Linked DNA regions of Mus musculus: all the other regions are linked to region 1. The links are chromatin contacts, called in public promoter capture Hi-C maps. All regions are on one chromosome and are shown on one strand. The core of a region is the stretch at or near the end of the contact, and the rest is flanking DNA. Distances in the headings are between cores, read along the strand shown.

What was found. Promoter capture Hi-C pulls out the DNA fragments that hold promoters and counts their contacts.
Region 2: a promoter capture Hi-C map of embryonic stem cells shows a contact between it and region 1, with 8 times the contacts expected there. The contact joins the promoter of Stxbp4 here to the promoter of Car10 in region 1. A contact is called at or near these places in 3 of 39 promoter capture datasets (cranial neural crest, embryonic stem cells and hippocampal neurons) and 2 of 115 datasets of contacts at active chromatin or transcription factors (astrocytes and embryonic stem cells).
Region 3: a contact with region 1 is called in a promoter capture Hi-C map of embryonic stem cells, with 13 times the contacts expected there. The contact joins the promoter of Mmd here to the promoter of Car10 in region 1. A contact is called at or near these places in 2 of 39 promoter capture datasets (embryonic stem cells and hippocampal neurons) and 1 of 115 datasets of contacts at active chromatin or transcription factors (embryonic forebrain).
Region 4: a promoter capture Hi-C map of embryonic stem cells shows a contact between it and region 1, with 7 times the contacts expected there. The contact joins the promoter of Hlf here to the promoter of Car10 in region 1. A contact is called at or near these places in 2 of 39 promoter capture datasets (embryonic stem cells and hippocampal neurons).

The regions. Positions count from the first base shown.
Region 1 is chr11:93,096,120-93,099,667 of GRCm38.p6, reverse strand. Car10 (carbonic anhydrase 10) reads right to left here and starts at 1,302. Exons shown (of 10, transcript NM_001361708.1): 1 at 946-1,302; 2 at 1-22.
Region 2 is chr11:90,636,003-90,639,956 of GRCm38.p6, reverse strand. It overlaps Stxbp4 (syntaxin binding protein 4), which reads left to right and starts at 1,849. Exons shown (of 18, transcript NM_011505.2): 1 at 1,849-1,924. Cox11 (cytochrome c oxidase assembly protein 11, copper chaperone) reads right to left here and starts at 1,773. Exons shown (of 4, transcript NM_199008.2): 1 at 1,405-1,773. The coding sequence starts at 1,767.
Region 3 is chr11:90,247,969-90,251,656 of GRCm38.p6, reverse strand. Mmd (monocyte to macrophage differentiation-associated) reads right to left here and starts at 2,181. Exons shown (of 7, transcript NM_026178.2): 1 at 1,922-2,181. The coding sequence starts at 1,947.
Region 4 is chr11:90,389,664-90,393,202 of GRCm38.p6, reverse strand. Hlf (hepatic leukemia factor) reads left to right here and starts at 2,286. Exons shown (of 4, transcript NM_172563.3): 1 at 2,286-2,953. The coding sequence starts at 2,839.

The DNA of each region.
Region 1 (3,548 bases), core at 53-2,552:
GTCTCTGATCAGGCCAGTTCTCCTGCTTCCGGAGGGGTGGGGAGAGAGGAGCAGACACCGCACACAGAGAAAGAAAGAGAAGCGGGGATTATTGCCCGCAAACACAGGTCACCAGCTGCCTCCGTTGACCCTCCCTGCTCCCCAAGTCCTCGAGCCGCCTGCCGCCTCCAAGCTGGCTTCAGGCGATGCTTCCAGGACGCCGAGCCCAAGGCTAGGCTCCCAGGACTGGGGTGCGTCGGGAGTCTCACTGACTCCCCCTCGTTGCACGCGCGCTTTCCGCTTTTCTGCTATTTTCCAGGGCTCCCCAGACCCCGCAATTGCCTCGCTTCCATCGCCCGCAACTAGCACCGCCGCCGAGATTTTCCGCAATGCAACTGCAGGGGTCGTTATTTCCTCGCCTACGGATCCCGACGCCTTCCCACTTGGAGAGGAGGAGGGCAGGTGGGGGCGGGAGCACGAGGAGGAGGGGAAGGAGAAGGCTCGGCCAGGTGAGCTTCCGTGCGGCCGCCCGGAGTCCCCACGTCAGCGGGGCGGCCAGGCACCCGGGGGCGGAGGCAAAAAGTCCGTCCCGGGGAGGGCGGCGAGGACATAAGGAGCAGTAGCTGGGAGTCAGCACTTCAGGCCACTGCCTCGGCCGGGACCCTAGGCGCCAGCCTTGGAACTCCGCCCCGCCCGGCTGCCCCGCTTCCCCTCCAGGAGCTTGGAGTTTCTTTTTTCTTTAAAAAGAACTTCTCGGCTGTTCGCTCACTACAGAAAAGCCGTGCGGGACTCATCTTGGAAGGACTGCGCTGTGCTCATTCCCTCTGCAGCGGAATTTGAAGGATTTTTTTTCTTTCTTTCTTTCATAATCCATTCCCTGCCCTCTCCTTTTCGTCCCTCTCCTGCTCCCTCCTTCCCCCCCCCCCCGCCCCCATCCTGCTCGGATGCCAGAAGAAAGCTACTTACCCCACAGTTCTCTTCGCAGATTCCCTGATCAGGTGCAACTCTTGCCCGCAAGTCCCTCACCTCCCTCCTCTCGCAACGGACACTCTAAGTCCGGGTACCAGCGGCCGCCAACCGCATCCCTATCAGAGCAGCTACGGGAGAATCCGATACCATCGGAAACCCAGGCCTCCCGGGAAACGGGTTTCCCTTCTTGTTTTTCTTTCACCGTTTTTCTTTAGAAAAGCTCTCAAACGCTTTGGTGGCTTTTGATGGACCCCGGGATACTCTCGGTCAGCGACACTCAGCAGCTTCCAGGGAAGGAGATTTTCCCCCAGCAAGCCGGCGCGCGCGCACTCTTGCCCAGCGCGCGGCTCTCTCGGGCCCCAGGGGAAGGAGGGGGCGGCGAGAGCACCACCCACCACCCAGGCGGAGCCGGAGCCGCCGGGTCTGCAGAAGGTCTAGCCCTGGAAGGGCGGCCTGGGAATGCAGTGCGGATGCAGGGTAAATGCTAGGAAATCCTGCGCTCCGGACTGCTCGCCTAAAAGGGCTAGGGGTGAACAGGGAAGGAAAAACTGCAGCAGATTTGTGTGCGTCTATCAAGGCAGGAGTGGCTGGCGGAAAGCCCCAGACCTACCTCTTTTAAGGGTGCTGAAGAAGAAGAGGGCAGGGCAGAGGGAATCCCTGGAAAGATCTGGGGTTTGTGGAGAAGCTTGTCCGGATACCCAAGTGTGACGTTGGGAGGCTTTGCATAAGCGCGGATGGACACACACAACAAACACACGCACAACCCACAGGGAATATTTTTGTACTTTTAAATTGCTGATGCTTAGAAGCTGTTTCACTGTGAGCCTCGATCTAATAAGCATAGAAAGAGTGGAGAAGTGGAAAGGAAGAAGGTGGGAAAGAACCATGTTTTTTGATCTGCACAGTAGATGCAGCAAACACAGCGAACATCCAGACTGTGTGGCATCTAAGGGTGCGGCATAAGAGCCAAAGTAGTTACACCAGAGGGCTCCCCGGATTCTTGAATGGAGTCTAGGAAGTCTAGAGATTCTCTGTACTGGGAAGTCGGGCGTCATGAGACCCGGAGGGGAGCAGTGGGGGTGTGGGGGCTGGCGCTGAGAGAGGAAGGAAAGCAGCTAGCTGACTGCAGAAACCAGAGTGTGCGGTTCTGCAGCCTCCGGGGATCCTAAAAAAGAACCGCTGGCAGTCTTGCCTACTCTTTAAGAAGGAGGTGTGGCCGAGGGAATTTTTTCCCCCCTCTGAGACGACAGCCAAGGACTCCAGGTGGCCAACGCATTAAAAATCGAGGCTCGGATGAAATAAATCCATGCTTTTTAGGTAGAGAACTTTGAGACTCAGCAGGAAAGACATTGAGACTTGAGAACATTAATAGAATCAGAGACGGTGAGAATTAGCCCATTTGGGAAACATAGAGGGGAGTGTTTGTCTCCGTGTCTTGAAAGTAGACTGCATGAAAGGGATTTTTTTGAGCAGAGAGAGAAGAAAGCAGTTTGCCAAATGTGAACAGAGCCATCGTAGGTCAGCACCACGGATAGCGACCTACCTTCTGTGATTCCAAGCTGGTTTACTGACAGCAGGAGAGCTTTCTCTCTGGATGTGCAAGCAAAGTGACTGGGTTTTATACCACATAACCATTCATTTATTAACGGATTATGCAAATATCAAGTGACTGACTTATATACATCAAGCATTGTAGTACAGTGTTGTGGTTTTAAAACTGAAAAGCACGATGGGTGTTTATCACAGAGCTCAGAGATTGTGCCTTCCTGTACATTTTGCCTTAAGACCAATGCTAGTAAATAATAGTTCATCCCTTTCTTTCCTGCCTAGACCTGCCACTGTCACTGTAAACGTTTAATTTATCATTGTTTATAATGTATTTAAAAAATAAACTCATGAGATTATTTGTTAGTTAAAAAAATGTATTGATTGATTTCCATAGACCAGGCATTGATGAGTCTCTAGCATGAATTATCTCACTTAGTCATCATTAACATCCCGTCTTGGTCCATTTGTGATGCTTTCACAAAATAGCACAGCCCACAAAATTTATAAATAATTTTTTACACTCCTGGAGGCTGGGAGAGGGCTGAGGTTGGGACATTCCACACTGAGAGAAAGGGTTCTTTCTATGTCCTTATACAACAGGAGACAGAAAGACAAAATATTTTAAAGCACTTCCCATGATAGTTTTATAAGGGTAAATCCTTCCATTCGTGAATGTAGAATCCTTATGACCTAATCATTTTTCTACAGGTCTACCTCTCATATAAGCACATTGGAGATTCGATTCCAACATGAATTTTGGAAGGCACACATTTGAGCCACCATAGCAGATCCCTGTACAATACATATCTTATAAAACAATCTCAGAGTCTCTATTTACCTCACAACTACTAACAGGTAGTACAGAGATTACGTCTGGGAAGTCCAGACTATGCAAATTCATTTCATGCTTGAGAAAACGAAATGCATCACCGTGAAGGAAGTGTTGGGAGCTTAGGGAAAGTCTAAGTGTTCACACCACACACATAGAGACAATCAAAGTCGGGCTGAAAACATACTGGCAGGTTATGTAACTTCAAAGTTACTTAAATTAA
Region 2 (3,954 bases), core at 600-3,099, 2.5 Mb after region 1:
ATATTCTGCTTTCCTAGGGCATCATGACTGTTTTCCCACTTGGGAGATTAATGTTTTCCTGCCTCTTAGCTGTAATTCTCTGCATACACACCTATTTACCCTTCATCACAGTTAATGAGGCCCTGACTTTCTTCCTCTTGTCTGGCTACCCTGCCCGCCAACTACCCTAAAGTAGCAAAAGAGTAATTTGTGTCTGACGTTTCCCCATCACCATTATTTCCTCATTAGAGGTAGAGGTGGTGTTACTTCCAAGGTGTACACACTGCTGCCTGAGGTTATCACAATTCTCACTGCCAGATAATTCACCTTTCTTACACCAGAAAAACAAAAAGCCGAATGAGGCTAAAGGAAGATGCAAAAAAAAAAAAAAAAAAAAAAAAACCCTACCATATTAATATTTTATTATCTTTCTTTCACTTGTTACACACGTTACTTAGCTTTTTCAATTTCTCTCAATATTGTCAAATTAAACTTTAATCCTAAAAGAGAAATCATAAATTTGACCTTAGTTAACAGGTAAGGATATGATTCTGTTTCAGAGACTCAGTTTTAAGATGAACTATTTTTTTTTTCATAAAGGATTTAAATCCGCTGAAGAAAAAGCAAGTTAAGTGTTCCGTCTTTCAATAACAAAACAATTCCTTATATATTCTAGGGACATGTTATTGAAGTTTCTCAAGTTTGGTGTTTAAACTAAAAGGTAGAAAACAGAAAAATAATGTCCTGGGCTCAAGCCTATATTACTGAGTCTGTCACAGTTTTCCTGGGTTACATTTTAATTTGCTCATGAAGAGGGACCATTCTATGGCTTCCCTTATTTATTTATTTCCTTCTCTAAAACTCGTTGATTCCACAAGTAACAGGGCATTCTTTTGGAAATATCGGTGCTTAACGTGGAACTTGATTTTAGGGTTTTTTTCCTTTTTTTTTTTTTTTAAACCTCAGGCTAACCCAGCCTAGCCTGATGATGCTAAACTAGCCTAGGCTGATGATGCTAACCTAGAATGAGGAAAGCTTGAACACAGGAGTGTCAATTCCATTTCTGTGGGTCTCGGCACCACTGTATACTATTAGCATTTTAGGTTGGACAACTATCTGGGGCAGGGGAGGTGTCCTGTGAACCTCCAGGTATGCGACAGCCGCTCTAACTCACCAAGTGTCAGCGGTACCTTCTCCCCGCGCTTCACAGAATGGCTGTGCTGATAGCCCTTTGAAGGGTGGCACCAGCTCCATCATTACCGGAACCGGCTTCCACTTGCAAGGTTTTTTAGTGACCTTGGGCACGTCCTTCCCGGTCTGGATCCGAGGCGACGCCCCCCTCCCCCCTCCGGCGGGTGACCTCGGCCTCCCCGGCAGGGGGATGGCTCAGGTGGGATCCGTGCCGCGCTTCGTCCCCTCCCTTACCTGGCAGTAGAGCCGATAGAGGGGCACCGCGGCGTAGGAGGCCCCCAGCATGCCCACGGCGGCCGCGGCCACGTAGGTGAGCACCGTCTTGTTCCGCCGCCGCCACTCGTCCTCCTGCGCGCGCTGGAAAGGGTTGCTGCTCCTCGGCCGCCGTGGCGGCTGCGTCGCGGGCCCCCGGACCCCGCACGGGCGCTTCCATGTCCCGAGGCGTCTCAGACCCCGCTCCGCGCCTCCGAGCCCATCCCACCCGGGCCTAAGCACCAGCTCTGCGTTCACCACAGTCCGCCCTGACCACCCGGGCTGCCTCCAGCCCCGGCCACACGAAGCCACCAACCTCCATCCCGGACACCAGAGCCCTCCCATAACCCCCCGGAAAGAATGCCCGCCTGGCGGGGCCGCTGGCGAGATCTCGCGAGACCTCGCGAGTCTCGCGGTACCCGGCTTGAGCCTCCGCTGCTGCCTTGACTACCAGATTCCACAGTTAGCAGTGGCGCTACGGAGGCCGGGTGGCCCGAAGAGGGTAAGTTCGCGTTTTCTTGCTAAGTGACTGTGCCTCGCACTTTTGTTTCCTTGGGATGCTTCTTTAGTTTACTTTGCAGAAAATGCATTTGGGCCTTCGGCGTGCAAGCTCCTCACTGGGGCTTGTATCCCCATCTCCCCAAACTTCGCCAGCCTTTGTCTCGACCTAGCGGCCCCCAGCGGCAGCTCTGCCGCGGGGCTCTCACTTGGGGTTCGCTCAGCCCCGTTGCTTTCCGCCGCTGACTGAGCGCAGGCAAACCAACGTCCCTCTTTCTGGAACACTTAGTATGAGAACCGCCTTTCTCTCCAACACCCCGACCTGTGCATCTTCTCAGCCCCATGGGCAGATGTCTCCCACTGCGCTCATCACCCCTCTGCTGTTTACCCAGCAAAACCATTAGGTCAGACAGCCGCCGAAAAAACCAAGTTTGTTCAGAATAGAGGGACCAGGACAGGAGGGCCTTTAAAGGAGGGACTGAAGGAATAAAGACGTGCATCTTGCAGGCACAGACCCCTGGGAAATACGCTAAAGCTTTCTTCAGTTCTCTAAATGTTCCACAAACAAGGACCAATAAATATTAAATAGCACTGAGAGCAGATTCGGAGGTTAAGCATCAATGAATTTACACAAGTCTTGTCCTTGCATAAGTTTAATTTTAATATGACTTCTCCGTAACCTGATGGCCCTATTTCGTGAATGGAAATCACAGTAATTCAAGGAGGGTAAGAATATAATATGATTTTTGCCATTGCTTGAAGCATAGTAAGAATTTTATAAAAGTTAGGTCATTTCTTTTTCAAAATAATGGTTTGGTTTTATTAATTCTTTGAGGGTATTTTACTCTGTATTTGGGTCATATTCATCCCCTACTCCAGGCTCCTCCCAAAACTACCCCCCCCCCCACATTATTATTATCCAGAGTCCAGGCTGAAGGCGAACTAACTCATTGATGTGTTAGTCTGTGAGTGTGATCGGTGTGATCAATTGCACCATTAAAGAAAACTGACTTTCCTTCTTCCAGAAGCTGTAAGAAGCCAATAGCTCTCTCGTGCCCACCTTTCCACCTCCATAAGCTAGAGCTTATTTCTGATGGCCTCTGTGGGTCTAACTATCCCCACATTGTGGATTGGAACCGAAAACTGGAAGAGCTATCAGTCAATCAGCACGTATTCCTTGACTCTCACTGAGCCATACACCTTTTTAGTTTGCTGGGGACATTCCAAACTAAGTCAGGCACAATCACTTTTGTTATTGACTGCAGCCTCTACTGAAGGACTCAGAAAATAAATGTAAAATAAAGGAATTTCAACTAACAGTGTCTGCTATGAAACTAGCTGATGATGGCATGAAGTCATTGAGAGTGACAATGAGGAGGGTAAAAGAAGGTCTAAAGAGGTAAAAGAAGGTCTTCCTGGGGGTGACATTTGAGCCTACTCCCAAACTGTGAAAGAGCTACCCACGAGACAAAAATCTCACATCGTACACAAGTCCAGAGACAGAAATAAGTTGGATAGGATTGAATATCAACAAAGACAAACAACAACAAAAAAAACCAGGGTCCGTGTGGAGCGTGCAGAGCGAGCAGAGTTAACAGTGAAAGGAAATGGGGTCACAGCAGGTACAGACACCTGATACTACAGAGCTATTTCAGCCATGGCTAAGGGACAAAATGGGAGTGATCGGATATGATTTGATTCACACTGCAGGAAGAACATGATGTAAGTCACACGGTGAGAATGAGCAGGGCAAGGGGAAGCAGAAGTGAGGGGCATCTGCATGTTAGTGACAGTGGAGATGATGGCCTTGAAGAAGTAACTGAATAGTGGCCACAGCGCTGAGGGCTGTAGGCATCGTCTAGGACATCACTCTAGTAGGTGGTCACTGAAGTTACAGACTTCTCTTCTCCCATCTTGGTATGACAGTGTTTGGTCACCCTTTCCCTCTACATGTACTTTCATTCTGATACCAGATTGTCAACATTTTGCTCTCATTTTACTTTTCTTACTGCATAGACTCAAATTCCATATGAG
Region 3 (3,688 bases), core at 932-3,431, 2.8 Mb after region 1:
GGACGCACACCAAAATGTTTCATGAAGACAAAAAGATGTGGAAGACAATTTTCAACCTTTTAATGTGTGAATCATAAAACTCAGGACTTTTCTGATATTACTTTGTATTTGCAGGCTGATTCTCAAGTTCAAATTGATGCTTATAAATAGTCTAGGCTATAATAGAGAAAGAGGTAATGAAGGGATTGCATCAATCAGAATCAAAGGAGACCCAGGGATCACCAAGAAAGACACAACTAACATTTGCAGAGCACAATAATATACACCTATAATATACACCTACTCAACAATTACATTCTGTGATACTCTGAAAGATAACCCCTGTGTATTCTAATGTTTGAATGGGTAAGACTCCAAAATAGGATGAAAGTGAATTCTGTCCATTAAAAAAGATTGCTCAATCAGCTGAGGTGGTTTTTATTTTTTCATTTTAGAGCTCTCTGAATGTTGGTACAATAAGCAAAAACAGACATTTTCCTTCTTTTTATAGAATTCAAAAGGATAGACTAGAAACCCAAACTCTTCGTCAAATAGGGAAGGGGTAATTTTGCAGAATATAGCTACTGGTCTCTGAAAGCAGGAAGCCCACAAAGACATGCAAAGGAAAGAATCAGACAAACAACCCACACGCACAGGACATGAGGTTCACACACGTTACAGAGTCTCTTAAATCCACTGTGGTTCTAAACGAGAAAGACCAAGGTTCCTTTCTGCCTTTGACATAGAGACGTAGTTCTCCTCCAACGATAGTGCCAGACTTCCAGCCACCAAGTAATAAGCAATATTCAGAAAGCAATCCAAATCTTCAAGCCGATCTCCCCCAATACTGAGCGCAAAGACCACCCTCATCCTGTGCATGTTGTGTTGGCTCTTTTACCCTTTGAGACTGGAAGAAATGAGATAAGCATTAATGAGTGAACAGGGGAAAGAAGGGAAAGGAAAACTAAATGGTGTGTTTACATTTTAAAATAAAAAGAAAGACCACTTCAAACTCAATAGCCTGCTCGGAAGATTTTAAGCATTTCTGCTTTTGAATTCTCTGGTACATCACACTAGGCTACCCTGTTGGTGGTGAAGGGCTGGGAATGGGTATGGCTGCCAGGCTCAGACAAAGGGATGGAGTTACCAGAAACCCCATGGGTGAACTTTCACCCACTTAGAAACATTAAAGCCCAGAGCTTTCTTTGGGAACAATAGGTCGGCAGCCTTCATCATTCCTTCCACGCAGGTAATCCACCCGGGAGAGAAGGGCCACACTATGTCCCTCAAGTCGGGCTACCCTACCACCTCTTTAGTGTAGAGCAGACAACCCGCCTTCCGGTGGCGCCTCCTCCGTTCTTTCTCCCTATTTCCTAAAACCAGGTTTCTCAAAGGCATGTCTCTCCACCTGAATGCTAACTTGCCCCTGCCAAAAAAAAATCCCCCAAATAGCACACCATTAGGTTCTTAGCCCGAGACACACAACCCCTCCGGACACCATCAGGAAAGCTGGACCTAGAGAAGCGTGCCTCAGTTTCCCTGTCTCTAGGGCCAACCACCGACAAAACACCTCAAAAAGCTCAGGCCAGACCTCCTACCCGCTGTAAGACAAACATCGCCACAGGGTGCTGCAGCAGCCTTAAGAGACCTCACGTTGGGGTTTGTATAAGGGTGGAGGCCCTGAGTGGAGTCGTGGGGAGGGGGCTCTGAGGCTGGAGTAGTCTGCTAGAAGCTAGCAGCAGCGGTGTCTGGATGGGGATCTCAAGGGCCAAGCTAGGTTTGCAAGCGGATGGAGGAGGCAAAGCAGATGCGGGGTCCCGGGGCACAGATCCCAAGCTGCCTGGAGGAAGGGGATCGCAGAACTGCGAGTCTTCCCGGGAGCCGGTCCTCGTCAGGGCTCGGGATCCCCCGGGACGGAGCACGTTCCCCGCAGAACTCTCACCGCTGGAATCGATTCCTGAACCGCATTGATCCACCGCTCCACCGCGGGGGCCGGGAGCTCCGTCTCTTTTGCACCGGCGGCAGGGCGCGCCGGCCTCATGGGCTTGAGCTGCTCCGAGGCCGCTGGCGTGCCAGGCGGGAGCCACGCAACTGGGCAGGGCCGGAGTGGGCCACACCGGGGGTCGGTCAGCACAGGGCCCGGGCCAGAGCAGGCGCCTGGGGGCGGGAGGGAGGCCGCTTAAACGGCCCCGGCGCCTCCCGCCTCCCGCCTCCCTGGCTCCTCCGCCCCCGGGTGCCTGGGCCCCGCCCCGGAGCCCGGCTCCGCCCCTGCCCGCTGCTCTCGCTGCGTGCGCCCGCAGCCACCTGCGCGTCACCGCGCCCAGTGGCCAATCAGTGTCCGGAGCGGCGCAGGGCTCCGCTGCCATTCATTTCCCTTGAAGCTCGGTAGGTGGGGCGGAACCTCAGAGCCGAGGGGTGTGGCTAGCCGAAAGGGGAGGAGCGCTGGGAGGGCGGTGCTCTGCATTAAAGCTTTGAGCGTGTGAGCTGCAACAGAGAGGAAGGAACAACGGTGTGTAGGAGATGGCCCACAATCTTAGAAGCAGCTGTGCCGGAAGTGGCAGCGAGCAAGAATCTATCTCTGCCTTCTAATCTTGGCCCCATATCGTTTATCCAGCCTTCATTCATTTCTGCGTCCTTCCTTTCATTTATTTCTTCACCTTTTACGCTGTGTAAAGACGGATTAGTAACACGGCTGTCCTATAAAGAAGAGATTGGAATTTCTCCAGGGGGATTCTTCTGGAGAGATCTTTTTACGTCCTCCATTTTATTTTCTATTTTTTAACCCAAGAAATTTCCAAGGAAAGAGTAGACTTGAATCGGCCCCTTTTGCTAAACCTCTGTAAAGCTAAAAGGACTTGCCAGAAGAGCAGATCCTAGGGAGAGAAGAGATAAGAGGTAGTGAATACACTCAGAAGAATACTGGAAAAAAGGAATTGACATGTGCAGGACCTGTCAGCATCACTCCTGAAATCCAGGTGTGCTCCCATCCAGGAAACCTGCCCACACACATCCCCCACTCCTCAAACTTCACCTTCTTGAGGGACTTAGGGCCAGCTTCGAAGCAGTATTTACTCTTTTTGAAACGAATGAAAGATGGGGGGATGCCGGGGAATGGTTTCACCCACCATTCTAGTGTCCTTCTCTTTAAGTGCCCCGGGGTGCTTTCCACAACAATTGCTTTGATCTTGGAAGGAATCCTTAGGTTCAAAATTATGTTACTCATTTCACAGGTATGGAGGCCAAGGCTTTGAAAGGTGGCACTGTTTACAATAGCCAAGTTATTATATTAGTGTAGGTGCCTACCAAAGGATGTAGAAAGAAAATGTGGTGTGTGTGTCTAGAGACAGCATGGAAAATTAGTCAGCCAGAAGGAAAAAAATGAAGACTCGGGAGTGATCTTTCCATTCCAAAGCTGCACACTTGGTTTAAAAGGACAATCGGCTCCAATAGAGGAGGACTGGATTGTTCTTCAGTGTGTGTGTGTGGGGGGGGGGGGGGTTACGAGTAACTACATTTCTGGGAACAGAGAAATGGATGGAACTAGATATCATCATATGAAATGAAATAAATAAACCAGGCTCAGAAATACAAATGTTAAATGTTTTCTCTCATATGTTAAATGTAGAGAAGTGGGGGTTGGGGAGTCATCAATGTAAAAGAGGATCAGGGAGTGAAAAAGAAACTTGCCCGATGCAAAACAGATTCCTAC
Region 4 (3,539 bases), core at 1,037-3,536, 2.7 Mb after region 1:
GGGGGACTTTTGGTATAGCATTGGAAATGTAAATGAGCTAAATACCTAATAAAAAATGGAAAAAAAAGAGAAAATTACTCCAAAAAAAAAAAAGTTAAAAGATGAAACCTTCCTCTCTCTCTGACAAGAGCACAGAAGCTCTCCTGTGTGTGTGTGTGTGTGTGTGTGTGTGTGTGTGTGTGTGTAGATTAACATGGGCATCTTCTCTGTTTCTGAGACAGGGTCTCTCACTCAACCTGGAGCTCACTCATTGCCTAGGCTGGCAGCCAGTGAGCTTTTAGGATCTCCCTATCTCTGCCTCCCCAGTGCTGGGGTTACAGGCCCATGCTGCTGCTGCTGGAGGCTGTTCTTCCTCCCTCCCTCCCTTTTCATGTTGATGCAGGGGAATCCAAGCTTGTATCTTCATTCTTATGACCCAAGTGCTCTTTAATCCACTGAATAATCTCTTCAGCTTCCAGCGGAGTCCCTTCTTTTCTGAGAAGCAAACCGACTGAAGGGTTGGGAAGTTTATGAGGGACCACTGGCTCCAAGCTCACCTCAGGCGCTTCTCTGCACTCTCCTTCCAGTAACAGATGCCCACGTCAGCTCTCTCTGTTACTGGGTTTTGGAGTCCAGACTTTGTGTGCTTCTATGGCATCCTTTCCCTGGTATAGCCAGGTCTTATCCATCCATCATCTCACCAGCCCCAGCCCAGTCAATGGCATGCAGTGGTGCTCACTGAATGTACACCGCATCCACCCCAGGGCTCATGTTTCTGGGATCTGACATCACAAGAGCATCTCAGAATGTCATCTTACCATTCACTTTGCCCAGGTGTTAGCAGGAGGAAATGAAGGCCACGGGACCAGCCGTCCATTTACCCGGAAACTTCTGCTCAGAGAAAGAGTCAGGGCTACTTATCATGAACTTCCAGTGCCCTTGGCCAGGGTCCGGAATTTCCTGAATTTTAGATTTCTCTTCTCTCCTTTCTTATCTCTCATTTTTTGGTAGTGGGGTGGGGGAGGGGCATCCCAGTAATATTTGCACCCCAGGAACCCAGTCTATGTTCACAAAAGCCTTTCTGCCTCATTGAAAAGCTTCTTGCAGACCCTTCCCCACAGGTCTGAGGAGACAGCTCACTGTGATATAGAACTAGCTAGACATGGGTAAGGCCATACATTCAACCATCAGTACTGCAAAAACCATCCCACATGCTCCTCCACGGGTCAGGGGGACTTAGTGCTGGATAGAAATGTGTAATTGGTGGGTGGGTGGGGGTGGAAAGTGGAAAGAGAAGCGTGGAGATGCGGTTCGTGTGTCTCAGTTCTCCTGGCTGGGGAGGCAGAATGCCTACATTCCAATCCATCCACTCCGCCAAGGTGTTCTCCCCCACACCCTCAGCAGCAAGGTCAAAAAACTGGCCTTTTCACAGCCTTCAAAAGGCCAGAGGGATGTGCTGCAGCCACAAACAAGATTCCCCTAATCTTTTAACAAAGAGTTTACAAATTTATTTTAATTAGTATTCAGACCTTCTAAGTTAGCCTAATTACAGCCATGCTGGGCCTTTTAAATACTCCTAACTTTCATTCCTTGTGTTTAAGTCTCTCCTGCTTTCCTTCCATTGCAAGCAAATGTCTGTCTTGTTAATTCCCTCGGACAGCGTGGGAGACAGTTCACTTCAGTCTGCAGCTCCTGTCTCCATTCTACGTTTTTGCACATTGTTTGGAATTCAGGAAAGTTGATATCTTAGGTCGGATATGCAGTGGGGCTAGAAGGAAAGTACTAAGCTCACCAGGAGCGAGGAGGAGAAATATCCAGAAGTCATTCGCTTCAAGTCTATCCAAATCTCCTAAACTTGTCCTGGGGAGCTTTAAAAAACATTGCTAGCCAGGACATCGCCCCGGGGGTTGGGGGTTCTAATTTAAGTCCGGAATGCCACTTGGCCATCTTTTAAAAATCATCTTCTTTTAAAATCACCAATTTATTTCCACATTGCAAACCACTGACACGAATTTCTCATTGTTCTGCTCTGGGGGGCGGGGGGGGGGAACGGAGGGGGAAGGGCTCGCGTGCAAAAGGAGTCAGGGTGAGAGTTAGCGCGCGTTATTCCCAGCGCAAGGCAGAGAGTGAAGCAGGAAATCTGGCACCTGTGCTTTTCGCAGCCCACCAACGCCGCAAGGGCCGGAAAAACAGCGCGTGCGGCGATGCTACACACGCAGCCCTGGGGGGGCGGGGTGGATGGGCGGGCCCGATTTGGGCCCCGCCCCTGCACGCCTATCGGCGCGCGGTGCGGGCCCTGACGTCACTCTTGTCAGGGCAGCGGCACATGGACTGCCTGATGCGCTGAGCCCGGCGCTGCGGGGCCGCGGAGCGCGGGGAGCAGCGGCCGCGGCGGGGAGGGGGGTGGGGCGGGACGGCACAGCCTCCGGTGCTCGCGCGAGGGGCCGGGGCCCGCGCTTTGCCTTCTGCTCATCTGCAGCCGTCTACGTTTTCAAAATTTCTCTCTTTCCTTTTTCCCCCCACCTCCTTGCAATTTTGAACATTTTGCAAGACTGAGTGTTGGAGGCAGGTGAGAAAGCATCCTGCACTGGGTCGGAGGAGTCCGCGGCGCTAGATGCGCCTTCCCTGGACTGTCGGCACTGAGAACACGAAAGTTTTTTTGTTTTTGTTTTTGTTTTTTTTTGATATTTGTATGCTGATGTATTTACAAAGACAGAAGTGATTTTTTTTTTTCTTCCTTGTCTGCACTGTTTTGAAAGCGAGTACTTTTGGTTGGCAAAGGACGGAGGAAACAAAGCTCATCAACATTTCGGGGCGGCGATTGGCCTTCTTTTTAAAAAGACAATTGAGTGCATCACGATGGAGAAAATGTCCCGACAGCTCCCCTTGAACCCCACCTTTATCCCGCCTCCCTACGGCGTGCTCAGGTCCCTGCTGGAGAACCCGCTGAAGCTCCCCCTTCATCCTGAAGACGGTGAGCGTTGCCTCGGCAGCTGGGCTCAGGGAAGGGACTACACTCCCAGGGACCCCCCTAGTCGGCTGGGAGGGCACCAGCATCTTTCTTCCCCTCGCCTTGCTTTAGTGAAATTGGGGGGCTTACTCCCTCTTTCTCCTCAATGCAAAGGGGATCCCTCCGGGGCAACATTTGAAATAGCGCTGGGAACCTGGCTCGCCTGCCTTTCTAGGTCTGTCCTCCTGCAGCGCAGGTGACAGGTGAACTTGACAGGTCAGGATCGCTGCTTTGAGTGACAGGGTGTGCGCTTCCCTGGGAGACTAGTGTCTCTGGGACTGGAGAGGAGAAAGGGCGGGAGGTGGCTGGTTGGAGCCTGGCAGAGAGGGGGGGGTCAAAGTAAATGGGGGTTCTCACTCGGCGGCAGCCTGAATATTCGGATCGTGTTAGTGTTTTGTGTTGTGAACTCACGCGGCATGAGCGGAGAGGCGCTTTCTCCCGCAGACCCGCAATTCACAAAGCGGGGTGGGGGTGGGGGGAGTGGTCTGTCGGCGGGAAGCGGTGCACGCCTCCAGCGCTGACACTTTCCCGGTGCTCTCTTCCCGGTGGG